2 separate regions of the Triticum aestivum genome follow, and region 1 is linked to region 2. The links are chromatin contacts, called in public Hi-C maps. All regions are on one chromosome and are shown on one strand. The core of a region is the stretch at or near the end of the contact, and the rest is flanking DNA. Distances in the headings are between cores, read along the strand shown. Region 1 holds the start of LOC123128634 (probable polygalacturonase). Region 2 holds the start of LOC123128633.

Region 1 (4,840 bases), core at 2,233-4,732, 200 kb after region 2:
AGAATATCGTCTGTAGAAGTTCAACATTCCATGAACCATTGACATTTAGGAGCTGTGAGACATACCTCATACGACATCTACCTTGAGCTGAAATTGGCTTGAAGGAAAAGGGCCTTGGAATCCAATTGTCACGCCATATAGGGACACTCTGTCCATTACCAATCCTCCATATCAACCCTTTCTTAAGCAGGTCTAGGTCATGAGATATTGCTGTCCAAGAGGAGGATGCATTCCCGGAAAAAACAGTATCCTCCAACTTTCCATGTGAGTAATAGCGTGCTTTCAGAAGTTTAGCACACGAGCTATCTAGCTTTGTAATTAATCTCCACGCCCGACGAGCTAAAAGTGCTTGATTAAAAATACGAAAGTCACGAAAACCAGCACCTCCCTTACACTTTGGTTGTTGTAACTTTGACCATGCCCTCCAGTGTACCTTTCTCTTTCCTTTAGAAGCTCCCCAATAGAAATTTCAAACCATATTGGTTAGATCATCGCAGACAGAAAAAGAAAGCTTAAATACACCCATGATATATGTGGGCAACGCCTGTGCAACGGACTTAATTAGTACTTCTCTTCCAGGTTGTGCCAAATGGCCATCTCCCCACTGAATTAACCTTTTCAAAAGTTGGGCCTGCAAATTCTGAAACTTTCCCTTTGACATACGTCCATCCGGGGTTGGCAGCCCCAAATACTTCTCCTCAAAACCACTATTGGGAATATTGAGAGCATCTCTCACCTCCTGTTGATCAACCATTGGACAACTTTCACCAAACAAAATAGAACATTTATTATAATTTAGGGAATGTCCCGTAGCCGAAGCATATAGATCAAGACAAGTCTTCACCCGTTCCGCCTGCTCACGAGATGCCTTAAAAAATATAAGTGTATCATCTGCAAATAAAAGGTGTGATATACCTGGTGCCCTTCTGCAAATTTTGACTGGCATAATATTCTCTGTATCCACCCTATTCCTCAAGATTGCAGACAGGCCATCAGCAACGAACAAAAATAAGAACGGGGAGAGTGGATCACCTTGCCGTAGAAACACAATAATTTCATGAGAAATTTCATATGAACTACATGATTCAATTCATGTGAGAAAGGAGACGTTCTTATGTTTCATATGTGTGCAAAATCATTTCATTTTTTTATTAGTGCATGCTCAAAGAGACCACTATAAGGGTTCCGATCGGCTTCAGGTAGTTTCTCTCGCCTAATTTCTCCCACCCCCTCACCCGCGAGTGCCGCTCTAGCATTGGTGGTGGGTTGGGGGAGGGGGGCCCTTTGTGCTCTGTGATTTTAGGTTTCGTTTCCAGGCAGAGGCGTGGTGGGGGTGGAGATACCGTTGAGTCCCTTTGGCTCCTTTTCCGTCAAGATGGCGTGTCTATGGCATCGACATGGAGACATTAAAGGTTTGTTTTGGAGGATCTGGTCGACTAGATCTTGCGGACTGGTGTGTTCCTCCTGCAGTCTTATGTGGACTCCATCATGCCTACCAAGCTCGAAGCATGTCACTGGTCGATGTGTCAATGGTGAAGCCTTTGTCTTGGCGTTGTAAGCAAGTTTCTAAAACAATGTTTAAACCTCTTGGAGGCGATTCAGACTTGTGTGGACTATGACCTAAGATAAAGGTAACTTGGTTATTGTTTGTCTTATGCCTGTATTTAATTGTTATGATTTTTTTGCATCAATGAACATCACATATGTTCCTGAAAAATAGATTCACTTTTCTCCTACATGGCGAAATGATCCACCTTGATATATCCAAGATGGTTGAATTAAGGGCTAAAAGTTTGGAAGAGGGGGTTGTAGAGAAGTTAGGCATGCGACATGTTAGTTAATCTTCGAAAAAACTGTTAAAAAGATGATGACATAAGTGATGATGAAGTCTCAAGATATTACACATTCCAATTCCTCCCAACCTTCGTCCTATTCGAATGGCATGTGTCCAATTATACCTGGCCATGGGCAACTCGAACCGACCCAGCCTGAAAATCCCAAGCAGGGCCAGGCCTGAGCGTGCCATCAAGTTAAGCTCGGGCCTGGAAATTGAGCCCGACGGGCAGATCAGGCCGAGTTCGGGCTTGCGGAAAACAATATTTTAGCCATTGCTGGGCCGGGCCGACTAGGCCGTGTCGAGGTCAGGCCCGATTTAGTAGGCCCGATATTCGGGCCGGGCCTGGGTTTTCAACACCGGGCTTTTTTTTGGCCAAGCGAGATATGCCCAGGTATATTCCGATGTCTTCACTCCACGCCTTACTTTCATATAAATTACCACCCCAAAGCGCGAATAAATAGTCTTTTTGGTAAGCCATCAATATATAAACAGATGAATTTCTATATAACCATCCCCTAAATTAAATTATCGAAAACACTAACGCCCACACGTGTGGGCGCCTACCAACTCGCCCACACGCATGGATACTCGTCCAACCAACTCTGCACGAATTTTGGCGCGTTCTAGCAGTTTTTGTGTGCCACGTAGGACTAAGCTAGTGTGTGGGCATTCGTCCGGTCGCCCAAACGTCCTTTTTCACCACACGGGGGTTGATGTGTGGGCGTTTAGCAATTCGCCCACACACCAGTTTTCACGCACGCAGAGGGGGCTGATGTGGGGGTGTTTATCACTTCGCCCACACGTCCGTCTCCTCGCCCACACCCAAAACTGTCAGTTGCCATGTGTTTCTGCAGGGTACATGGCAACTGCCCAAGCTTTGCTTGTAAGCAGTTGGCAACTCTCTTTTACCCGAGTTGCCATGTGTTTTTGCATGGTACATGACAACTGCTCTAGCGTGCATGTAAGCAGATGGCAACACTTTCTCTTTACATGGCAACTGCCCTAGCGTGCTTGTGAGCACATGGCAACTCTCTCTATTACCCGAACATGTTTTTTTTGCCTTGCCTTTTTGTAGTGCTACATGGCAACTGCCCAGTGTTAGTTGGTGACAACTCCTAAAGCTTTGAAATCATGGCAACTGCAGTAGAGCAGACCATAGATGGCAACTGCAGTTGAGCAACTATGGCAACCGAAGTTCAGCGACATGTCAACTACAGTTAAACGAACATACACGAGGTCTGGACCATGGCAACTGCAGGACGCGTGGTGACTGTCACGCGGAACATGCGGGACCACGAGATACGAGGCCTGACGTACGGGGCGTGTGGGCGTTATCTATTTCACCCACACGCACGCGTGTGAGAGGGATCGCGAGGGAAAAAAAGATGTGTGAGCATTACTTTTGCCCACACGTAGATGTGTGGGCTGTTCCTTTTATACACCACACAAAATATGTGAGCAGACCTCCTAACGCCCACTTATCGGCGTCCTTAAACTATTTCCACTCTCCAATCTACCTTTAACCAAACAAGCCGTGGGTTTAATTGGATCCCGCCGTCCGATCTAAATCCAATGGCTTATACTAAGCCACGAGTCCCTACGATTCTCACCGTCTTCTTCCCCTCGACGGCGCCCGTGACAGGGAACACGCACCCGCGAACGCCACGCCCGTTTGCTCCTCGCTTCCGCCTCACTCAAACGGCTTCTTCCCTCCTATAAACCCATCCCAGCACCAACCGCTCCAATGGCGGAATTCCCCAAGCCCGCGCCACCGCCCACCTCCTCGGAGCCCTCGCTCGCCGCGCCCCGCCACACGCACTGACCCAACCCGCGCCGCGCCGCGCGCCGTGCCCTAGATCGGGAGATCGGGGGGAGAGGGGAGGACCCGCTCGCCCCGGCGGACCGCCGCGGCGCGATGGTCGAGACGTCGGGCGGGAGGTGGAGGCTGCACCTCCACGGCCAGCGGCGGAGCGCGGCGGCCTTCCTGGCCGCCAACAAGACCCTGCTCGCCGCCGTGTGGGTCGCCGGGTTCGCGCTCGTCTTCCTGTGGCAGAGCGCCTCCGTGTTCGTCGCCGGGGGCGGGGGCGGGCCCCGCCCGGCGCCCGCGCCGTCGCGCCCGGCGCCGCGGCTGCGCCCGATGGCGTACAACCTGACCGACTTCGGGGGCGTCGGGGACGGGCGGGCGGTGAACACCCGGGCCTTCGAGCGCGCCGTGGAGACCGTCTCGGCCTTCGCGGACCAAGGCGGGGCGCAGCTCAATGTGCCGCCCGGCCGCTGGCTCACGGGCCCCTTCAACCTCACCAGCCACATGACCCTGTTCCTCGCCGAGGGCGCCGAGATCCTCGGCATTACGGTGAGCTTTACTTACAACCGGAGCAATGGGGTTAGTTTTTCAAGTGCCATTGAGTTGTGGCGTGGATCATGGCTGGCTAACACGTAGTTGAATTAAATCCCTTTGACTAGTTGGTTTGATGGATAAACAGACCAATGGTAAAAATAGAAGGATTTGTTGTTGTGTGATGTGTCCCTAGGACTGAAGATTGAAGTGATACCAAATTACCAATGTTCAGATTGTTCCCATTTTGGAAAATGGGTGGGTAATAATTGCACAATATAATTACCACATTGTCTGTTTAATTCCAACTTCCATACCATGTATCTTTCTTTTAGCTTGGCGAAACATTGCTGTTTATCTGAAAGCAAACATTTGGAATGTGTTCAGAGTTGGGTGGAATGTCGTATGATTTGAACTGTCACTCTTAGCTCTCTGAATCTCCGACTCTGGCATGGTATCATGCACAGATTTCAGATTAGCAGGTGTATCCAGCTGGGATTCTAATATTTTTCTGGACAGGACGAGAGGGATTGGCCGCTGATGCCAGCACTGCCATCTTACGGATATGGGAGGGAGCGCAAAGGACCTCGCTTCGGGAGTCTAATTCATGGACAGAATTTGAAAGATGTTGTCATTACAGGTTTGCCTTTTATCTAAGTAAGCTGTCA
Region 2 (5,336 bases), core at 907-3,406:
TCCTATAAGCTTAAATAGTCTCGATCGCGAGGGTGTGAGATTGCTGAGTCCCCGTGACTCACAGATTACTTCAAAACCAGATGCAGGGACCGATGATACCATTCCAGGAGATTCAACTGAGCTCAAGTGGGAGTTCGATGAGGACTCATGACGATACTACGTGTCTTTCCCAGATGATCAGTAGTGGTGCCCAGTTGGGGCGATCGGGGACTTGTTGCATTTGGGGTTTATCTTTATTTTGGTTCCGTAGTCGGACCTTGAGTGTATTTGGATGAATGTAATGATATTTATGCATTTGTGTGACGTGGCGAGTGTAAGCCAACTATGTTATCTCTTTCCCTTATGTATTACATGGGTTGTTGTGAAGATTACCTCATTTGCGACATTGCTTTCAATGCGGTTATGCCTCTAAGTCGTGCTTCGACACGTGGGAGATATAGCCGCATCGAGGGTGTTATAACGAGCGTTGAGCCCGGCGGACGGCCGGCCGAATCCTTGCCAGCAAACCGATGACAGGGCTGCAAGACGAACCAGTACCTGCATGCAGCGCTGGGGCTTTGCCGGGGCTGCACGGGGTGCTTCATGACCAATCCATGGCTCCACTGGTGGCCGGAAAACGCCAAATCTGGTCGCCGCGACGAACAGCTGCCGATCTTCTCGTTGCCGGCCCGCCGACGCAGGAGGAAGTGGTGGAGGGCAAGCTCGGGCGTCTGCTAGATATGCTCTTAGGAGAACAGTGGTATCCCCAGCCCACCAGGGTTTAAGTCCTGGTACCTGTGTTATTCTTCATTTATTTAAGGATTTTCAGCAACGTGCGAACAGTGAGGGTTTTTGCCTTTCGTCGGCGGCGTCGTCGATCTCCCACATCTCCTGTGGCCTTAGGGCCATGGGTGCGCGCTGGATCCCGGCCCTTGCCGGCGGGAGGGTTCCGTTTTCAAGTGCTTCTTCAAGTTTTGTTAGGGTTTGTGTCCTGCTCGAGAAGACAAGACGGCGGCGGCTTCTTGAAGATGGAATAAGGTTCTCCCCGTCTAGCCCCCGTCTCAATGGTATGTCTAGCATCGTTGGAGGGCGTGTGGAGGTGTGTCTCCGGCGGATCTCGCGAGATTTGGTCGGTGGTTGTCTTTGGTGAATCCGCTCGGATATGGTCTTTATTCGTCTTTGTTCATGTGTCTTGAGGTTGGATTCTTCCGATCTAAAATTCTCTTCAGCGGCGGCGGTTGCTGTTCTGGGGTGTTGGTCCTATGTGACCTTAGCACGACGACTTCCCGACTGTCTACTACAACAAGTTGTGCCCGGCTCCGGCAAGGGAGGGACGGTGACGGCGGCGCGTCTTCAGCTCGCTTCAGTGCTTGTAGTCGTCGCTAGGTGGTCTATGAATCTGGATGTAATTTTTATTATTTCGGGTGTTTGTTGTACTCCTTCCGGTCCTTTTTTCTTTGCGTCTAAAGTCCAGCCCGCATACCAAGGAGAGGAGCAATTAGCAAAAAATGGACTGTTTTGTCCCTGGATTCATCCATGGAGACCCTGATTGCATGCGAGATTGGCTCAGACTTTGCATGCATGTCGGCTCTCTCTCCCCTGTCCATCTCTCTGCACGCATGCGCCTCTCCCTCTCTCTCTCTCTCTCCTGTTTCTGCATGCAAGCTGCTCTCTCTGCCTTGGGAAGATGCGAAGCACATGGGAAAGAGAGATGTGATTACGCACGCATGCGGTGGAAAGGGATGGAGGGCACGGTTGGAAAGAACAGCGAAAAAATGCCAATGCGCAGAGCATTGCATGAAAAACGAAATTTTCTTAGACGCAGGTAAAAAAGGACTGGAGGGAGTAATATCGTGATTGAAGATGGATAGATCGACAGTTCCAAAAAAAAAAGTGCTACAAGCATTGCACGTCTGAGTCTTGTGTCAATATCAAAATATAGGGTGGGGCCCAGCCATCGAATGCGTGCTATTTCTGCGCGACGCCAAACCGAGCCGGAAGGTTTCCACTTCTGGTTCTGGATAACCAGTACAGTACGAGCACGCGCCGCTTAGCCGCGAAGGAACGGAAGGAAGCAAGTCTCAGTGGCTGCCGAGTCGTCGTCCCCTTCCCCCCCTCCCCTCCTCTTTCTCCCTCCTTGCTTGCCCCACCGCAACGGCAAAGCCAAAGCCAGCCCACCAAATCACTCGAGAGAGCCCACCCTCCCCCCTCCCCTCCCCAGCGCCACCCAGCAACCGCCTCCCCGGAGAAAGCGAAACCCAACAGCAATCCCCCCCTCCCCTCCCCGATTCCGCCGCCGCCGCGAATCCGGCCGCCTCCCCTCCCAAAACCCTAGCCAGCCCCGCCCCAGTCCCAATCAACCGAGCCGCACGCCCCATTGCTCCGCTCCAGGTAAAAATCCCCGCGACTCCCCGTCGATTCTGCTCCGCTGCGCTCCCCCGGGCCCCGGGCCGGGGCGGCCGTGCTGTCCGTTTTTTATTTGGGGGCGGAATCTTGGCTAGGTTTCGGTGCTCTGAGGTTTGCCGATGGATAGGTCCCGGATGATACGATACGGCAGTAGTGTCTGTTTTTTGCGGATTATATTATGTATGCATATACATACTGCTGCCGTTCTCTATCGGCGGCTGCCGCTGTTATAGGGCTGGGGATAACTAGGATTTCTTTTTCGGTCTTGTTGTCTGGCAGTAGCTGGTTGATTCCCTGCGGTGCCGGATCAACGGCCCCCTCGCTGCAAATAAAAACTCGGATCTTCCTCTGTTTCTGGTACCAGGTTTGACCTTGTCCCGCCCCGAGATCGCATCTACAGCGGGAGGATCATCATCAGAGGTTAAATTAACCCAGGTCGCTGTCTGGCTCCACCGTTGGTCAGTAACTGCCCCATTGGAGCCAAGGCTGCTGGGCAGGCCTCCCCGCTAGCTAGCGGCGTGGGGTTTATAGGCGGGCCGGTGCGATGGCAACGGCCACAATGGCGACGGCTGCAGGTGCCGCCGCGCTGCTCTACTACACGCTGAACCGCCGGCTGCACACGGAGAAGCTGGACAGGGAAGGGGGCTCGGACGGCGAGAATGGCAGGGACGCGGCGGCCAGCGGCACGCTGGAGTCCCATAGCATGAGCCGGGTGTCGCGGAGGGACGTGCGCGCCCCCGCCACGTGGCTGGAGACCATCTCGACCCTGTCGGAGACGCTGCGGTTCACGTACTCTGAGACCCTTGGGAAGTGGCCCATCGGGGACCTCGCTTTCGGAATCAGCTTCCTCCTCAAGAGACAGGTTGGTCGCTCTCGCTCATACTTTGCTGTTGATGTGATCCGTTGCTCTTTCTTAACTATGATACTTAAATGTTGGAAGCCGATAGGGAGTGTTTTAAATCATAAACATCGCCGGAGGTCTTTCCATCTGGTTAAATTTAGTGTTGGGTTGCCATGTAGGAATTGAAACAATCTTGAAAACATAGGCATCACACTCCTTAATATCTATCATCTGTTCTTACCGCTTCTTTTCTTATTTTATCAAAAGTAGTTGTCTTAGTCTTACCATATAGTTGTTCTGATGACCTAAACAGCTCTCAGATTCATTTACATAATCGTTTATCAATATTTGATTGTCTACAATATATCTCATGAAACTGCATGAACGACCTTCATTATTTCTAGTACATACAAACTGTATAAGGTACTCCCTCTGTCCCATAATTTAAGATGTTTTTACAGCCAATATACCCCTATATTGACTGTAATAACATCTTATATTATGGACGGAGGGAGTATCTGTTAAGTGAACCATTCATTTAGATTATCACACTTACCATTTCACTCTATGTATGTAACTCACCCCTTTTTTTTTTTTCAATAGATTACTCTGCCTACAATGCTATCTATGCTAAAGTTGGGCAGGTTCTGCACTTCTTAGGCCTCTTTTGGTTCATAGGATAGGATTATCGTAGGAATAGGAATCTTGTAGGAAATGAGATGACATGTATCTCAAATCCTATGAGTAGAAATAGGAAACAAGATGTCATTTGGTTGACACCAAAGGAATTTTTCCATTGAGTCTAGGCTCATTTTTATTTTCCTATGAAATGTGGAGGATAGGAACCAATCCTATATAGGAATAGGAATCCATTCCTATGAACCAAAGGGCTCTAAAGAAAAAAATCCTATAAGAATCCTATCCTCTAGAATTCCTATGAAATTCCTCCAAACCAAAGGAGGCCTTAACAGATAAACTCATAGGCCAGAATCATAGGACAAATACTTTGAACTGTTAATGACTTGAACAAAGTTCCTGACAGATGAGTTGTGGCATGTGTGTTTCAGGGGAACTTATCTGTTGCAAGCATATATGCTGGAGATGATAGTGTGGAGCTCAAAGGAGCTTCGGTAGTTACGGACTTGAGGTATCTTTTGAATTTGTTGACACTGTGTTGGCATTTTTCCAAAAAGCCATTCCCGTTATTTTTGGAAGCTACTGGCTACTCCATGGAGGATGTTCTTATGCAAGAACCTAAAGCAGGGGTAAGTGAAATTTATACAGTATCATTTTTATATTTCGTAATCCTGTAGTTATTCACAAGAACTGTTTACTGTTGACTGATTCAGGATTTTTGTTGGGATACTTGCAGATTTTGAAGCCAGCTTTCACCATTTTACTTGATAGAGACAGACAATGTATACTTCTACTAATTAGAGGCACCCACAGTATAAGGGATACCCTGACAGCTGCTACGGGTGCTGTGGTTCCGTTCCACCATACAATAGTCAAAGAAGGTGGTGTTAGTGATCTAGTTTTAGGGTATGCACATTTTGGGATGGTTGCAGCGGCTAGATGGATTGCAAAGCTTGCAACTCCTTGTCTCACAGAAGCATTACATTTGTATCCAGATTATAAAATAAAGGTACGGCACAAGTGTACAGTGTTTTTATCTTGTACCTTCTTTTCCTTGTATCCTTTGCTAGTAGTGTTGTGTTGTTTTATATGGTTCTTGGAGCATTTTAATTGATTGTGTCTCTGGTAAATATTTATTAGGTTGTTGGACATTCACTTGGAGGTGGTACAGCAGCTCTCTTGACATACGTCCTGAGGGAACAGCAGGAGTTTGCCTCCGCTACTTGCGTGTCATTTGCTCCAGGTTCGCATGTTATGATGTTTTTCTGTCTGAAGATCAGATCATGTGCATCCTTTTTTGTTTCATTGGTCGAGCATTTTGTTGGTCAAGCATTACTTCGGGTTCTCCAATGTACTTGTAATCTTGTACTATTAGGTCCTTTTTTAGTCTATCGGTTAGGTCATGGATTAAATGAGCATCGAAATATTTTGTGGCAACAAAAATACCCAATGCACCATCTTCTAAGTATCTGTG

The links. Hi-C and Micro-C count contacts between places; a contact is called where the count stands out from the background.
Region 1: a Hi-C map of leaf shows a contact between it and region 2, with 5 times the contacts expected there. The contact joins the promoter of LOC123128634 here to the promoter of LOC123128633 in region 2. A contact is called at or near these places in 2 of 5 Hi-C or Micro-C datasets (both in leaf).

The regions. Positions count from the first base shown.
Region 1 is chr6A:576,141,956-576,146,795 of IWGSC CS RefSeq v2.1, forward strand. LOC123128634 (probable polygalacturonase) reads left to right here and starts at 3,483. Exons shown (of 5, transcript XM_044548699.1): 1 at 3,483-4,190; 2 at 4,692-4,812. The coding sequence starts at 3,753.
Region 2 is chr6A:575,940,095-575,945,430 of IWGSC CS RefSeq v2.1, forward strand. It overlaps LOC123128633, which reads left to right and starts at 2,157. Exons shown (of 8, transcript XM_044548697.1): 1 at 2,157-2,370; 2 at 2,750-3,247; 3 at 4,294-4,491; 4 at 4,599-4,871; 5 at 5,003-5,105. The coding sequence starts at 2,930.